Linked DNA regions of Dromaius novaehollandiae: region 1 is linked to region 2. The links are chromatin contacts, called in public Hi-C maps. All regions are on one chromosome and are shown on one strand. Each heading gives the region's core, a stretch centred on a gene start, on an enhancer-like site or on the middle of the called end of the contact. The rest is flanking DNA. Distances are from core to core; before and after follow the strand shown. Region 1 holds the start of ADGRG7 (adhesion G protein-coupled receptor G7). Region 2 holds the start of TBC1D23 (TBC1 domain family member 23).

Region 1 (7,078 bases), core at 41-2,540, 130 kb after region 2:
TCTAAAGAAGCACATTAACAGTTTTAGAGATCCCATTTGTAAATGCTTAGATCTTAATTATTTCCACATTTCCTCAGTCTTCCCTGTGTCTTGTACTGGGACGCTTTCTTGGCCTTTCAGATCTTTCCTTAGTACAGAGTATCGTGTTTGCTACTAATTAGATGCTCAGTATTTTCAGTATTGATTTTTTGATTATGAGGTCTAAGTCTGTTTCGCAGATTGCCACCAAGGACATTAATGACATGCTTTATCTTGCTCATAATTTCCTTGAGAAAAAGAAAAAAAAATCTTAATGTTCTGTAATGCATTAAAGAAACAGTAGCACCTAACTGGGTGCTATAGCCCAAGAGACCTGATGCCCAAGGCCTCTTTTTTCACTGTGGGCCACTGGGTTTCCATATGTCCTTCACCAATCACTTCAGTTTTTTGGGCCCTGTTTCTACACTGGAGATAGAAGTGCTTCTGTAATTACAAAAGCCAAATAGACCTTCTTTCCTCACTAAGAGCCACCGATGAAGGACACTACGTAAGAGCAAGTTATTGGTCCTGCTAACATGCAGGAGGTTCAGCCACAGATCTGTGATGACAAAAAAATGCTCCTTATTACAGTTAGTTCTTTAAATATCTCTGTTTGTCTCTCTTGATCTTGAATGCAAGATTAATTTCTTAGTTTTCAATTTGTCAGCAAGAGACATGGTAGCATGCAGAAGAAGATACTGTTTTTGAGAATTCTAGTGTTACAACTTGTCTTTCTGCCTCATTGGTATCTTTTACCTGTTTTCTTTTTCTTCCCATCATTCTGTCCCCTGCTTCTTTCTGGATGAAGCACATGGCTTGGGAATCTGAAGACATAGCTTTTATCCTGAATTGTACCAGTACCCTGCTGAGTGACCAAACTTCACGGTGGAGATGCACAAAGGGGGGTGCAATAAGGCTCTTCTACCAGGAGCACTGTGGCTTTCATCCAAACCTTCGTCTCCCCCTGCCTCCCTCTTTGCTCTGCTCGTCCATAGTATGTAGCATGGAAATGCCATATCCTCTTCTGAAAGTGTCAAGAGCCTAGTCTAGGCCAGTCCTAATGAAGTCATTTTTTCCATCTACTGTCAGCGCAACAGGAATATTACCTACCTCTTACTGCGTAGGAGACTTAACTCTCACCCTTCCACAGCCTCCATTTTTTCTTTTCTGTCCTCACTGCTGCAGTGCCCAGTGGTTGTGACTATGCCAGTAAACTAAATAACGCTACACAACGGGGCCAAATTCCTCAGTTGGTAGCACATCCCTCAGCGTGGTTTTGGCCTACGCCAGCTAGCGCTCTCCAGACAGCGCGCAGGTACAGTTTGGGGCCAGCGGCAGTTCCCAAGAGGCAATATACACAATATATAGAATATATGCACTATATAGAATATATGCAATATATACAATATACACGAGGGTGCCCTGCTTGGAGGGAAGAGGGGCTAGATGGCATGGTCATGAGCCCTGCTGCACGCTCAGAGAACGGGCTCAGGCCCTGGTCAGGTTATAAATATTAATGTAGCCGGGGCTCTGCTCTGCAGCATTTCCCTATAACAAGTAGGAGACATGAGATTTAATGCTTTGAAAAGTGGAATGTTTTAACAGGTGGAAAAAGCTAGAAATTATTGTGAATTACTTCTCTAGTAAAACTTCTTTTAAAAGGAACTGAAAAGGTTAAAGTTCTAGCAGTAGAAAAGTAGTTAATGGCTTATCCATCACAAGGATATCAAGGTATATAACCATTTTATGACAGAGCAGAGTCAGCCTGCACTGCAACATGCCTCTGCTCCGCTGGGACAGATGGACACTGGTTGGGATCATCTGTTGTGCAGTGACTGTGATCCTTTGGACGTTGTGTATTTGGCAGACTGTTGTCAGGTTCAAAACAGGTAATAAATATAATTCTGTTCCATTTGAGCTCTATTTGAGCTCTTTGGGTTTTTGTCTTTTCTTTCCTTTTCTTCTATTTTTTAAACAAGATTGCAGATAGACCCATCAGTGCCCAAGGCTTCTTAGGTGGAAATGTCCTTCCTCTCACACCAGTGTTTAAAGTATTTTGAACTTTGTATTTTGCTGGAAAACAGAATAGTCTGGCACTCAGTCTCTGGAGTATTTTCCTTGTAATGTATTTACACTATACATGATTCCTCTGATACAGCTTTGGAGAAATGTCTTGAAAGTTTCTCACTCTTCTGGTTGAGATCTGATTTACCTATCAAAAGACAGAAATAAATGTCAAGCTAGTTGGATAAATTATGTTTTAAAGGGTAAGTATTTAGCTTTGCAGCGTAAGCATTTAGTATATGCCTTATACTAACTGCATGTAAACAAAACATATGCTGCACCTGTTCAAATTTTTATTACATTATGGAAAACTCTGCTGAAAGAATATAGGAGATATATGTATGTGGTTTGCATATTATATACCTGAAAATCAGTTCAATGCAGACCTGTAAGAGCCTTATGTGCACAAACTTGGAGCAGAAAAGTTGTCAGGGTTTCTCCTCAGCAAAATACTCACTGTATTGACATGATACAAAAAGTATGTATGAACTTGAATTCAAAATTCATAGAAAGAATCAGATGTTTCTTGGTGCTCTTCCAGCAGGTCAAATATGATCAGAGACTTGGAAGCCCAGGGAAATGCCTAAATGCGGATACGTGGGGATATATTTACTCGATTTATCAGAAGTTTGTGGAGAGGGAACATAACTAAGCACAAGAAAGGCACTTAAGTAAACACTAATTGTTTAACTTATGTCAGTAATAGCCTACCTCTGTGAACTTAAGAATGTGCTTAAGAATGTGGGCTTTGTTTTCCTTGATGGTTCTAAATCCCAACAAAACGGGAGTTAACTCTCAATGTTAGAGAGTTTTTTCTCTACGTTCTCTAACATAAGATTTCTACAAGTGCAGGACCACTGGCTGCTAGGACTTGGAGTCGAACTGAAACCACTTCAGGTGTGGAGAATACCTTCATGCCCATCTGATGTAGTGCTTGCTGGGCACAACTGTAATGTTTTCTCTTTTTTCAAACTTCTTCAAAAGTTAATACTAAAGTATTAACAGTTTGCTAATAACAGTGGTGCTTGATATTTTTGAACAGTTCATGATGGCTTAGGTTTATGCAAGAATTGCCGTTTTCGTTTAAAAATACATACACTTAATCAATGAACACAGAGGTAAGGCAGAGGCTGTGTGCAGGCGCCTGCTATGGAAGCTGAGTCCGTACCTCCCGCTAGAAGTGCTGGAGTTTCTACTTCACGGCATTGTGCTTTTCTGCTTTAAAATGGGATGATTCGTGGCTGGAATGTCAGCCCTATCCCTTTTGTTTGTTCGTTTGTTTGTTTTACCTTTCCATTTTCTTATGCTCCTTTTTGTAGCTCATAACGAATACAGCCAGAGTTAGATCTGGACAGTGCATCCTGGCCTGGTTTTAGAAGCGCCACCTCTAATGTCTTCAGCGTCGGGCTGCCCCCAGCGGTCCCTTCTCTCGCTCCTCTGCTGGTCAGCAGTGGCTGGTGTGTGTGCTGCTCCCTGGCTCTGCTCCGGCCATCCTGGGTGCCAGATGTGCCCGATGGCCCTGTGGTGTGATCTGCTCACACTGCTTCTGGCACGTGACTGCCGAGCGAGACAGGGGCCGGGAGCTGTGCCGCAGGCTCAGAAGTATTATCTCGTGCGGCCCCACAGGGCTCCCAACGAAAGCAAGTGGCAAAGCAGGGCAGGGGGGAACAGCTGTCCAAACATATATTCCTGTTCCCCATTATATCCATTCGCTGCAGCTGCCTACGTTGGGCCACCCAGATCTCAGTTGCTTCGTGGATATTTCTTCCCTTTTTGTAAGATTTCCAGTGGAGAGATAACATGTTGGAAAAGCTGATGGCTAATGGACACATCACCTAGCTGCACACAGATGTTATTCCACAATCCTCATAGACATCTAGCCATCATGTAGCCGAGGCAGACCAAAATACAAATGCCAAATAGCAACAACATGAGCAAAAGTTGAGCAGCACCTTCCAAGAACAGAATTACCCCAGCCACGTGGCACATCCCCTCTAGTTTGTGATAGACTTCCAATTATATGAATCCCATTAAACAGTAAGAAGTCAGGCAATCAACATTAGCACATGTGTTCCTGACAGCACTGTTTACTTTTTGATCTTCTGGCTTTCCTCTTTCATCAGAGTCTGAAAACACAGACACTGAAATGTCAGATCTAATGGCAGCCTTTGACTTCAGTTTGCTGTATCATTTCAAGGCGTAAATTACATCCAGTGCGCAGATACACAATTTCCACTGTGAATCTTATGGTGAGGGATTCCAGACTCCACGTCCCCAGCTAGGGATAGGGTTAGATAAACCAAGAGGAAGCCTTAGGCCCTAGGGTCCTCCAGGTCTCGGTCCCATCTGCCAAAGCTTGAGGTCCACCAGCCCATTCTCCACTGTAATTCCTGCTGCAGAATACCCCTTACCCATTCAAGATTTGCCGGCCTCCTTTTTAAGAAACCTTAACGTTTTCAGAGCTCGCCAAACACAGCAAATACCATGGGATACTCAGAAATTTCCAAGAACTGCAGTTTTTCCATTATGGCTTCTATCATGCATTTTTTTGAGTTTGTAAATAGAAAATATAGTCAGCTGTTTCCTGAAGCTGTGGCAGCCTATGCAACAACTACTTCAAACAAAGTCTGCTCATTCCTGCCAAAAGACAAAATAAAAATTGGCACTTATCCTGGAGTGAGAATAGAAGCTATGGCTGGGACCGGGGCATGGATTTTTATCTGCTTTATCCTCTAATGCCTGACTTAAACCAGAATATCTCTGTGTGATTCTTGAAGGTGTGATTATCCACCTGTCCGTTACCAGTCTGAGTCCCTCAGCGCTGGGCAGTCCGTGGCCCTCTTTTGCCTTGTAGCTCCCTGTGAAATCTTGCAGAAGCAACCTGGACTTTTTATGAGTTTAACAGCATGAGCCTTTTTGCAGATTGGAGGCCCACACCACCACTCCTGCAATAAGCAGTAATTTTTGAAAGCTTTGACCCCACATTCATGCCATTTTGGGGGGAGGGTAGGAAGGGGCTAATGATTCGGCAAGTGGGCTAGATTGTGGATCGCAGAATGGAATACTTTTTAACTGAACCTCCACGTAAATTAGCATCACATTTGCTCCTTTCCTTCAGCAAATTAATATATACATACATATTTTACTAAATACATAGTTATACACACACACACACACACACACACACATAATTTTTTGTTTCTTTATTTACGCAGAAACTACAGAACCCGTGTTACCTCCATGCTTTTGCCTCAACGATGGAGTCTGCCAAGATGGGGCCTGCGTTTGCCCAGAGGAGTGGGTGGGCTCACTTTGTGAGCTAGGTTAGTATAAGCAGCGTACCATAAGCAGCTGGTGTCATTTCTGTGAATCCGGCCCCTGCTTTGGGGGGGCTGTCATGTGTCTCCCCTCTCCTGAGACCTGCTCAGGAGGGTCGGGTGTGCAAGCACTGATGTGCTTCGACTTTCTAGGCGAGCTGTTTCATCCACTTCTGTTGTTCTCTTAAATGAATATCTGGGAAAGATATTATGAGTTTCAACTGACCGTGGTCTGTTTCTAGCCAGTTTGGCCTTTGCTTGAATTCCTCTGTTTGAACATCTTGAAAATCTGATCAAGACCTCAGTGGCTACATCAGGATTGGCCAGGGTTAAAGGGACACTACCAGCAGAGGATCCTGCAGGATAATGCCCATCCTCAGTTCCTGCTGCCCCAGGTTCTGGTTTCACATGAGTCAAGTTTCTTGTCCCTGGCACAGCACTGGCCTGTTTGACTCCCATTTCAGGCTCCCCTGCCCCAGTGACACGTCTTTCCACTCCTGCAACTGGAGTGGGGGGGCTCTACATCAGCTAGAAGGGTGCTCGCTTGTTATAACAGGAGCTGGTAATGACGCCCAACTCACACTTTCCAGGCAACAACCTGTGCTGTGGCCAGTGCCTACCAAGTTTGTCATGTCGCTTGGCATGAGAATACCCCCTGTCATATGGCTCACTGCACAGTGGCACCTTTGGCACATGAACTCACATGTTTTCTCAGAAGGGCGTTGAAAGCTTGAGTAATGGGAAAGATAAAAGATAGATCTTGAATATGTGCTCATGTATGAATGCATACCTGTTCATGCGTGAATGTAGCAATTTATTCCTGGCTTTTGTCTATCAGAAGGAAGCCAGCAGCATCACAGAAGTATTTGCATCCATGGGTCTGGATGGGATTCATCCAAGAGTGCTGAAAAACTCGGCTGATGTTGCTATAGGGCTGCTGTCTGTCATCTATGAAAGATCAGAATGATCAAGGGAGGTTACAAATAACTAAAAAAGGCCAACATTATGCTTAATTTTAAGAAAAGCAAGAAGGAGGACCAGGAAAACTCTGAGCTGGTCAGGCTTACCTCAGGCCCTGGAAATGTCATGGAGCACATTCTCTTGGAGTCTATTTCCAAGCATGTGAAGGAGAAGAAAATAATCAGGCACAGGCTGCACAGATTTACAAAGGGGAAATCATGTTGGACCAACCTGATTGCCTTTCCTGATGAAATGACTGTCTATGCAGGAGACAGGAGACTGGTGGATGTAATATACCTTGATTTTAGTAAGGCTTTTGACACTGCACTCCACAGCATTTTCTCATTTGAAGACATATGGGCTGGATGAGTGGACTGTTAGTTGAGCTGAAAATTAATGGGATCACCAAACTCAAAGGGTAGTGACAAATGTCTTGATGGTCAACTGGCATTTCCTAAGAGTAGAGTAGCCCGCCGGTCAATATTAGGGCCAGTGTTGTCTTCATCAATGTCTTCATCGATGACCTGAATGATGACACAGTATGAACTCTCAGTAAAGCTGAGGACAATACTGAACTTGGTGGCGGGGTGATGTACGGTTGACACACTTAATAGCAGAGCTTCCACCCAGAGTGACCTTCAGAACTGGGCCAAGAGAAACCTCACAGCACCCAGCAAGGCTGAGCACAAATCTCTGTGCTCAGGGCATTGGTAGAGACA
Region 2 (6,665 bases), core at 2,526-5,025:
GTACCTCTGTTTACCATGTATTTTGCAAACCCTGATGTCCTGTTTCTTGTCAGCTGATTTTAAAGCGTTTTATAGTGTCCACAAGATGCAGTACACATTAACATTTAATCACCTTCAGTGGACTGTAACTAATTGCATATATCAACATTATCTGACATTTAGTAAACAATGGGACAAAGAACCTAGATACTTCAAATCTTTGATATTTCTTGGGGGGGGGGGGGGGTCGGGGAGGAGAAGTAGCTTCCTGTACTGCATATAAGTAGCATTGATAGTATATGCTTATACTTTCCCCATACCCTCCAAATCCTAGTTTTGGATGGGTCAGCCACGGGAAGTAACCAGCAAGAGCACAAGCAGCCAGCTGAGGGAAATGTCTCTACCTGGCACTTGTGAAGCCAGATCTGGTTTACATTACCTAATTTTTGTACCCCCAGTATAGGAGAAATAACAACAACCTGCAGAGAGACCAGCAGAGTGCTACCAAGAGAGTCAGGGGTTTAGAGCACATGCTGTACAAGCAGAGGCTTAGGAAATCAGGTTTCTTTAAGCCTAGAAAAGACTAAGGGAGGGACAGATCCCTCTTTTCTTTAACATATACATACAATTTCATACAAATCTTTTAGCCAGATCAGCTGTATGAATGAGCAATCACCTTAGCCTGAAGCCTTCCCAGTCTGTCAGACTGTCATTCCTATTGACCGGACTGTTAGCTCTAACATGCATCTTTTCACTTGTGTCCATAAGCATTTTAACGAAACATACACAAGCTGCTGACTCAGCTCTCAACTACAAGGTTCAATCAGCTCCTTATCAGCTTATAATACCTACCACTTACACCAAATAAGGCTGATGAAGCCTGACGAAAATTAAAGGCCCCCTCATATAGGCCCCAAAATCACAAGCCTTCTCAGTGTTCTCACAAGGTTCAGTTTCCCAAGTGTTCCATCAAGCGCATTATAGTTTCTTTTACTAAAACATAATAGCATAACTTTCAACTCTGACATTAAAAGCAGCATGTTGCACACTTCCTCTGCAAAGCACGTTAAGACCCATGCATAAAAAGCCAGGTATGAGAGCCACATACTTTTATCATCAGGAAAACTGACAATTTAGCCTTAATCCCATACCCCTAAGAGAAATGGCTGGAGGAAAGAAGTTACTTAACTCCTGTCCTTCTACAATATTGTATGACAGGGTGATATGAGATGCTCCAGTGATCACATGGGTGATGCTCTCCAAGTACTGCAGACATTTTTCCCTCCAAAGGCTCTACTATGGATGCAATGTCTTTAGGGCCTTTCAGAACTGTAAATAACTTCACCTCAGTATCTTATACCAACAGACATGCAGCTCCTCTGTTTTGAAGAGGTGCAACATCATCTTCTTAAATAACCTCAGTTTGGAAGACAACAGTTCAGAAGCAGGGGACAGCTAAGCTCTGAACTCAAACTAAGCAATCTCCTCCTCTCCCTCACCCCTCTGTTTTTACTTCGCTTAAATATATTTTTGATGGGTGGATTTCTGATGTTATTTTAAGTGTTTATATTCTCGTTTGCTGGTTCATCCCCTAACTAACCCAATCTGACAGGTAGAAGATTAGACATCACTGGGCTGCAGAGAATTTGTTTACAAGCAAAAATGTGAGGCATCGGCAGAAAGCAGGGAAAAGGTGGCAGAAGAAACAGGAAGGAAAATCAAGCGAGAGGAAAAAACTCTAGGAGGAAATCAAAAACCGAGAATGAAAAGAGCGGGATGGGTGGTTAAAAGGAAAAAAAAAGAGGGGGCAGAAGGAAGCGGCTGAAAGGAGCTAAGCTGTTAGGAAGACTGTCAAGGCTGGCATGAGGAGAACGCTGCGGGAGGCGAGTACCTGGACTGCTGCGTGCCCCCGACGCAACCTCCCACCACGGCTCCTCCAGCACGTCCCCCATACTGCCGCGCCGCCGCCACGCGGGGAGGCCGGGGGCGGGGGAAGGCGCCGTGGCGCGGCGCGGCGCGCCCCGCCCCTCCCGCCCGGCCCCACCCCCCGCAGGCCGCGCCTGCGCGCCGCGCACGGAGCGGGGCTGCGCACGGAGCAGGGCCGCCGGCACCGCGGCTGAGGATGAGCCCCCGCCGCAGGGAGCGGAGGCATCGGACGGAGCGTGACGCGCACCAAAAGGGGAAGAGGTTTGAAAAAGAAGAAACCAATCTTTCTTCTTTTCCATGCCTCCCTCTTTTTCCTACCTTTCCCACAAATTGCGAGTGTTTGTCAAGGCTTAGTGGTGCCCAGGCTGGTGGTATGTTATTATTTACCGTTATTAATGCCTGATGCACATTGTACAAAATGTTTTTCCTGAGTAATGATAAGTAGGTTCTTAAAAACCATGCTTTTTACATGAGAAATATCTATGAAATGGGAAAAGGAGGAAAGGAATTACAGAGGATACCTTCTCCTTCATAATACATATTTTTTGTCTGAGTTTAGTTCGATGCTGTAAAATATCTTTCTTGAATAGGATTATTCATGTAATCCTTCCTGAGAAACAAACATGTGCGTGAAAACAGGGTAAGTTACCTTTCCATTAGTATACTTGAATGTTTGGGAATTGGATCCTTCACACAGTTAAGCGAGCATCTATCTTTTCTCACAGCAGCAGTCCTAGTAAAGCCTGGGCATTTACAGAGCTGGAACATATCCTGAGGCAAGGTGTGGGAGTAAAATAGACAAGTGTAAGGACGCTAACTTATCATTAGGTGGCGCTCTTATTCCTCGTAGAAATTAGTTGGATCGCCGTAACTTTCACAGACCTATACTACTTTTCTTTTTCTTTGAGGGTGTTGAATGGGTAGGGAACGTGCATGTTCAAAAGCCGTAGTGGTTTTCTATCCAGGGTTAACAATGAACGTTACCAGGTGATTTTTAACTCTTGCAAACCATTCTAATAGGGTTCTGTGTATAAATTACGAATTTTATTTGTGATTTCTGGAGTGCAGTCTGGCAAAATACTGACGGTAGGGAAATACATTTAATAAGAACATTTTACATGGGAAAAATGTTCAGTACATATAATCTTTCACTGAAACTCTTCCCTGCCTGGAAAATAAATTCCCAAATCTTCTCGAGGAAGACATCTGCAGTTGGTTTTGATCGGTACTTGCGATGGGGATTTTCCCTCCCTACTGCCCAAACTTGAACAGCACCTTCATACAGATCCCCCTTCATGCACAAGGGATGCGAAGACCCCCGTCAGCCTTTCCTCCGCGGTGGTGCGCCCGCCTCTGTCGCTGGGTCGTACCGCAGCCTTGCTGAAGCCGGTGACACACGTCTCCCGCTCCGTACGGGCTGCCCTGAAAGCAAGTCACTGACTGCCGGAGGCCGATTTCTGCCAGCCCAGCTCCGGCAAGCCTCGGCCGAGCCTAGCCCGGCGCCGCCACCCCGCGCCCCAGCGCACTTCTCCCCCGGCAAATAACAGCCGCCCCAGCGGGCCAACGGCCGCCCCTCTCCCCGCCCCTGGCGTCCGTTGAACCGTTGCCTCCTCACAGCCGCCGCTCCTGAGGATCCCCTCACACCCCGCTTCCTTGCGGCTAGCTCAGCACTAATGCCGGTGAAAGTCGCTCAGGTGCCTAAGGAGCACGGCGGCTACGCCGCCACCGCTGCCACACGCCCGACCCGACCCGCCTCCTCAGGACTTCGCCCCACCCTTCCGCCATCGCCCGCCTCTGTTGCCAGGCTTCCGCGCTTTACGGCCTTCACCCTCACTGCACGACAGCCGCGGGGCGGCAGGGAAGCGAGTTGGGCGCGCAAGGCAGGCGCGGGGGGAGGGGGGTGGTGAGGGAGCCCGGGTGCGCTTTACGACCGAGCGAGGCGGCACGTCAACAGCTATGGCGGAAGGGGAAGAGGGGCAGCCGCCGTCGAGCAGCTGGTGAGTTGGGGGGTGTCGGGGCCTTTCCTCCCCGCTCCTCTCCTTCGCCAGCGGGGAGCAGGGCCGAGGAGCTGAGAGAGGTGGAAAAAAAACAGGGGGACGGCGGCGGGTTTGGGGAGTGTGTGGGGCGCTGAGGCCGCCCTCGCGGGGCTCACTGCGGGGCTGGGCGGGGGGACACTGCGGCCCTGCCGGCCGCCCCCTCCCGCAGGCACCTCCCGGCGTTTCAGCCCAGCTCTGGCGGAGCCCCAGGGGGGAAGCGCTGCCTTCAGGGCAGGGCAGCGCCCGGCCCTCTCCGGCCGGGGGTGGCGGTGCTCTGGTTTCAAATCAGATCTTTTTAATAGGCGGTAGCAGCTTCTCGAGGGCGCCTGATCCCTTGGACTTCGGTTGCTGCGGTTAGTTCGGCTTCCCCTCGCCCTGCCCACCTGCCCAAGCGAAGATAAGAAAAAGTAGATCCCACGTTATTTTCAGAATGATTTTCCCCGTCCCCCAGCGTGGCTATTTGCTTATAATGGCTTTTATATTGAACCTTTAGGAGTCCAAAAGAGACTATTTCTGGAGCATGTATAGGATCACTTTGGTGACACTGAAGGGATTTTAGTGTTTGATGCATGTGTATTCACTTCAGACTGCCGAGGCTTAAATAAACCTAGTTTGAGTTTAAACACTGATCCTGCTTTCACTGTATCCCACACCTCTGTTCTGTGTTTTTCTTTTTATTTCTCTCTGTGCTTCCTCACTGCATGTGATTTCTCTTTTCTTTGTGTTTCTGAGCCTTGCTTCTTGTTCCTTCCTTGTGCACACTTAAACAGTTACTTACATAGTTGCCTTACAGACTTGCTTCTTACAATCATTCCCAATCTGATGGTTTTGCTTACATGCTTTACTTTATGTAGGGGATTCAAAATCTTGTGCTGACTGTGCCCAGCCTTCTTTGTGCTGCTTTAGTTATCTCACTGTCAAGAAACCAGAACTGATACGCACGCAGATGTAGATGATCTCTCTTCTATGTCTGCATTAGTTTTATCCTCAAGAACTGTATTTGTAAAACTGTCTGCTGAATATCACTTACTAGCAAATAAAAATGAATTGATGGGGCTTCTCTGGGGTTTGTTTGTTTCTAGTTAAAAGTTCAAAATCTATGGAGTACTTTTTACAGGTACAGTATTACATAAGCATTATTTCTAAATCTTGGTACATAATAACTACAGAGTAGGAAACAGACTCATTCACTGTTCAGTCTTGACACTTTGAAATATAAGCCTGGTTGAATAAGAACTACAGTGAAAAACCTTAAAAATGACTTCAAACATATTTCATTACTGTTGAAAGACAGTAATGTTGAAAGAATGTTGTAGTCTGTAAGATCCCAACAAACTGCTAAAATTTGTATCAAGAATGAGGAACGCTGTTGGTTCTAGACTTATTTCACAGTGCAACCTACATTATTACCATTCTGACTAGCAACTTCAAAATGTAATTATAGTAAATGTGGTATGCTGGTACTGTTAAAAAATGCAAATTTGAAGGCATGCAGTAGGAAAGATGAAATTTAAAAAATACTTTGCAGGAATTCTTGGAAGCAATCAAGAGTCTTATGCTTAAATGCTACATTGGAATGCCAGCGTATGTCCTGTTACAAGAGCTATACCTTCTGAAGAGCACATAAAGCTGAGTTCCTTGTTTGTTTAGAGGCTTCATATTGCTTCCTGTTTTGTTTTTGTTTTTTTGTGAGAAATTGGCACACTTGAAAAAAGATAAAGAAGAGGTAAAAATGTCAGGGAATTAATGTTCTTTTCTAAAAGTCCCTAAAGAACAAAGTGTATTTAATGGTGCTCTGATTACAAGAGATATTTTGAAGTAAGTATGAAGGATTAGTTTTTGTTTGCTTTCAATACAGAACAAACAATCTCATTACTTTCAACTTAAAATAACACTTGTTTGGTATTTTTTCTGTAGTCAATAGGATCATGAATTAAAAGTAGGAAGCAGTGTAACTATATAAAAGTATATTTCTGGAAAAATAGAAGCATTTATATAGATAGCTTTCTGTGATGGGAAGCTATGCCCTTTGCTCTGGGAAAGGTAGAATGATGTTTATAAAGATACAGTGTTATTAGCTATTGACTTAGGAAATTTTAATCAACACTGGTGGCTTGTGCAGTTTTTGTTTAAGTAAGCCTTGTTTGTGATTACTATATGTTGTAAATCAGTATACTTTTGTGAGCTTTTTCAAGCAAAGTATTTTGTTCAAAATACAGTTTAGTTCTACCTTCTTGGTAATATAAATAAAAACCTACTGAATAAATCAGTCCCATCTAGCAGTAATGCACACATCTACAGTCTGTTCTCATAACTTTGAGAGCAGCATTGCTGGCTATGCGCCTGTGTCTCTCTCAGTGTATTTCTGGTAATCGTAGCATAGCATGAAGCGTAGAACTGCTGACTGGATGGGTTTGATGTCCCAGGCGGCAACAGCTTTGTAGAAGCTAAAACTAGTGATCCTCTTGGCAGGGTACCTTTTTAAGCAGGCTTTAAAAAATAAAAAGCTTTAAGAAACACATCACTGTCCAGTCTGGATTCCACATGAGCTGGGTGTATTCATGTTTGGGAGCAGAGCAGGTTCAGCTGGTAGCAGCCTTCCTTCTGATTTGAGGAAAACAGGAATGATGTATGAAGACACGTTTAACAAATACATGTCTAAATACTACTTCTTACTCTGCCAATGGTTGTGGCCTACTAGAACACATCAAGAGCAGCTGTGAT

The links. A called contact is a pair of places that touch in the nucleus more often than the background predicts.
Region 1: a contact with region 2 is called in a Hi-C map of liver, with 3 times the contacts expected there. The contact joins the promoter of ADGRG7 here to the promoter of TBC1D23 in region 2. A contact is called at or near these places in 2 of 4 Hi-C or Micro-C datasets (brain and liver).

The regions. Positions count from the first base shown.
Region 1 is chr1:95,501,030-95,508,107 of bDroNov1.hap1, forward strand. It overlaps ADGRG7 (adhesion G protein-coupled receptor G7), which reads left to right and starts at 1,291. Exons shown (of 18, transcript XR_010391758.1): 1 at 1,291-1,907; 2 at 5,298-5,405.
Region 2 is chr1:95,364,415-95,371,079 of bDroNov1.hap1, forward strand. It overlaps TBC1D23 (TBC1 domain family member 23), which reads left to right and starts at 3,776. Exons shown (of 19, transcript XM_026112342.2): 1 at 3,776-3,902. The coding sequence starts at 3,862. It overlaps CMSS1 (cms1 ribosomal small subunit homolog), which reads right to left and starts at 1,996. Exons shown (of 10, transcript XM_026112439.2): 1 at 1,871-1,996. The coding sequence starts at 1,931.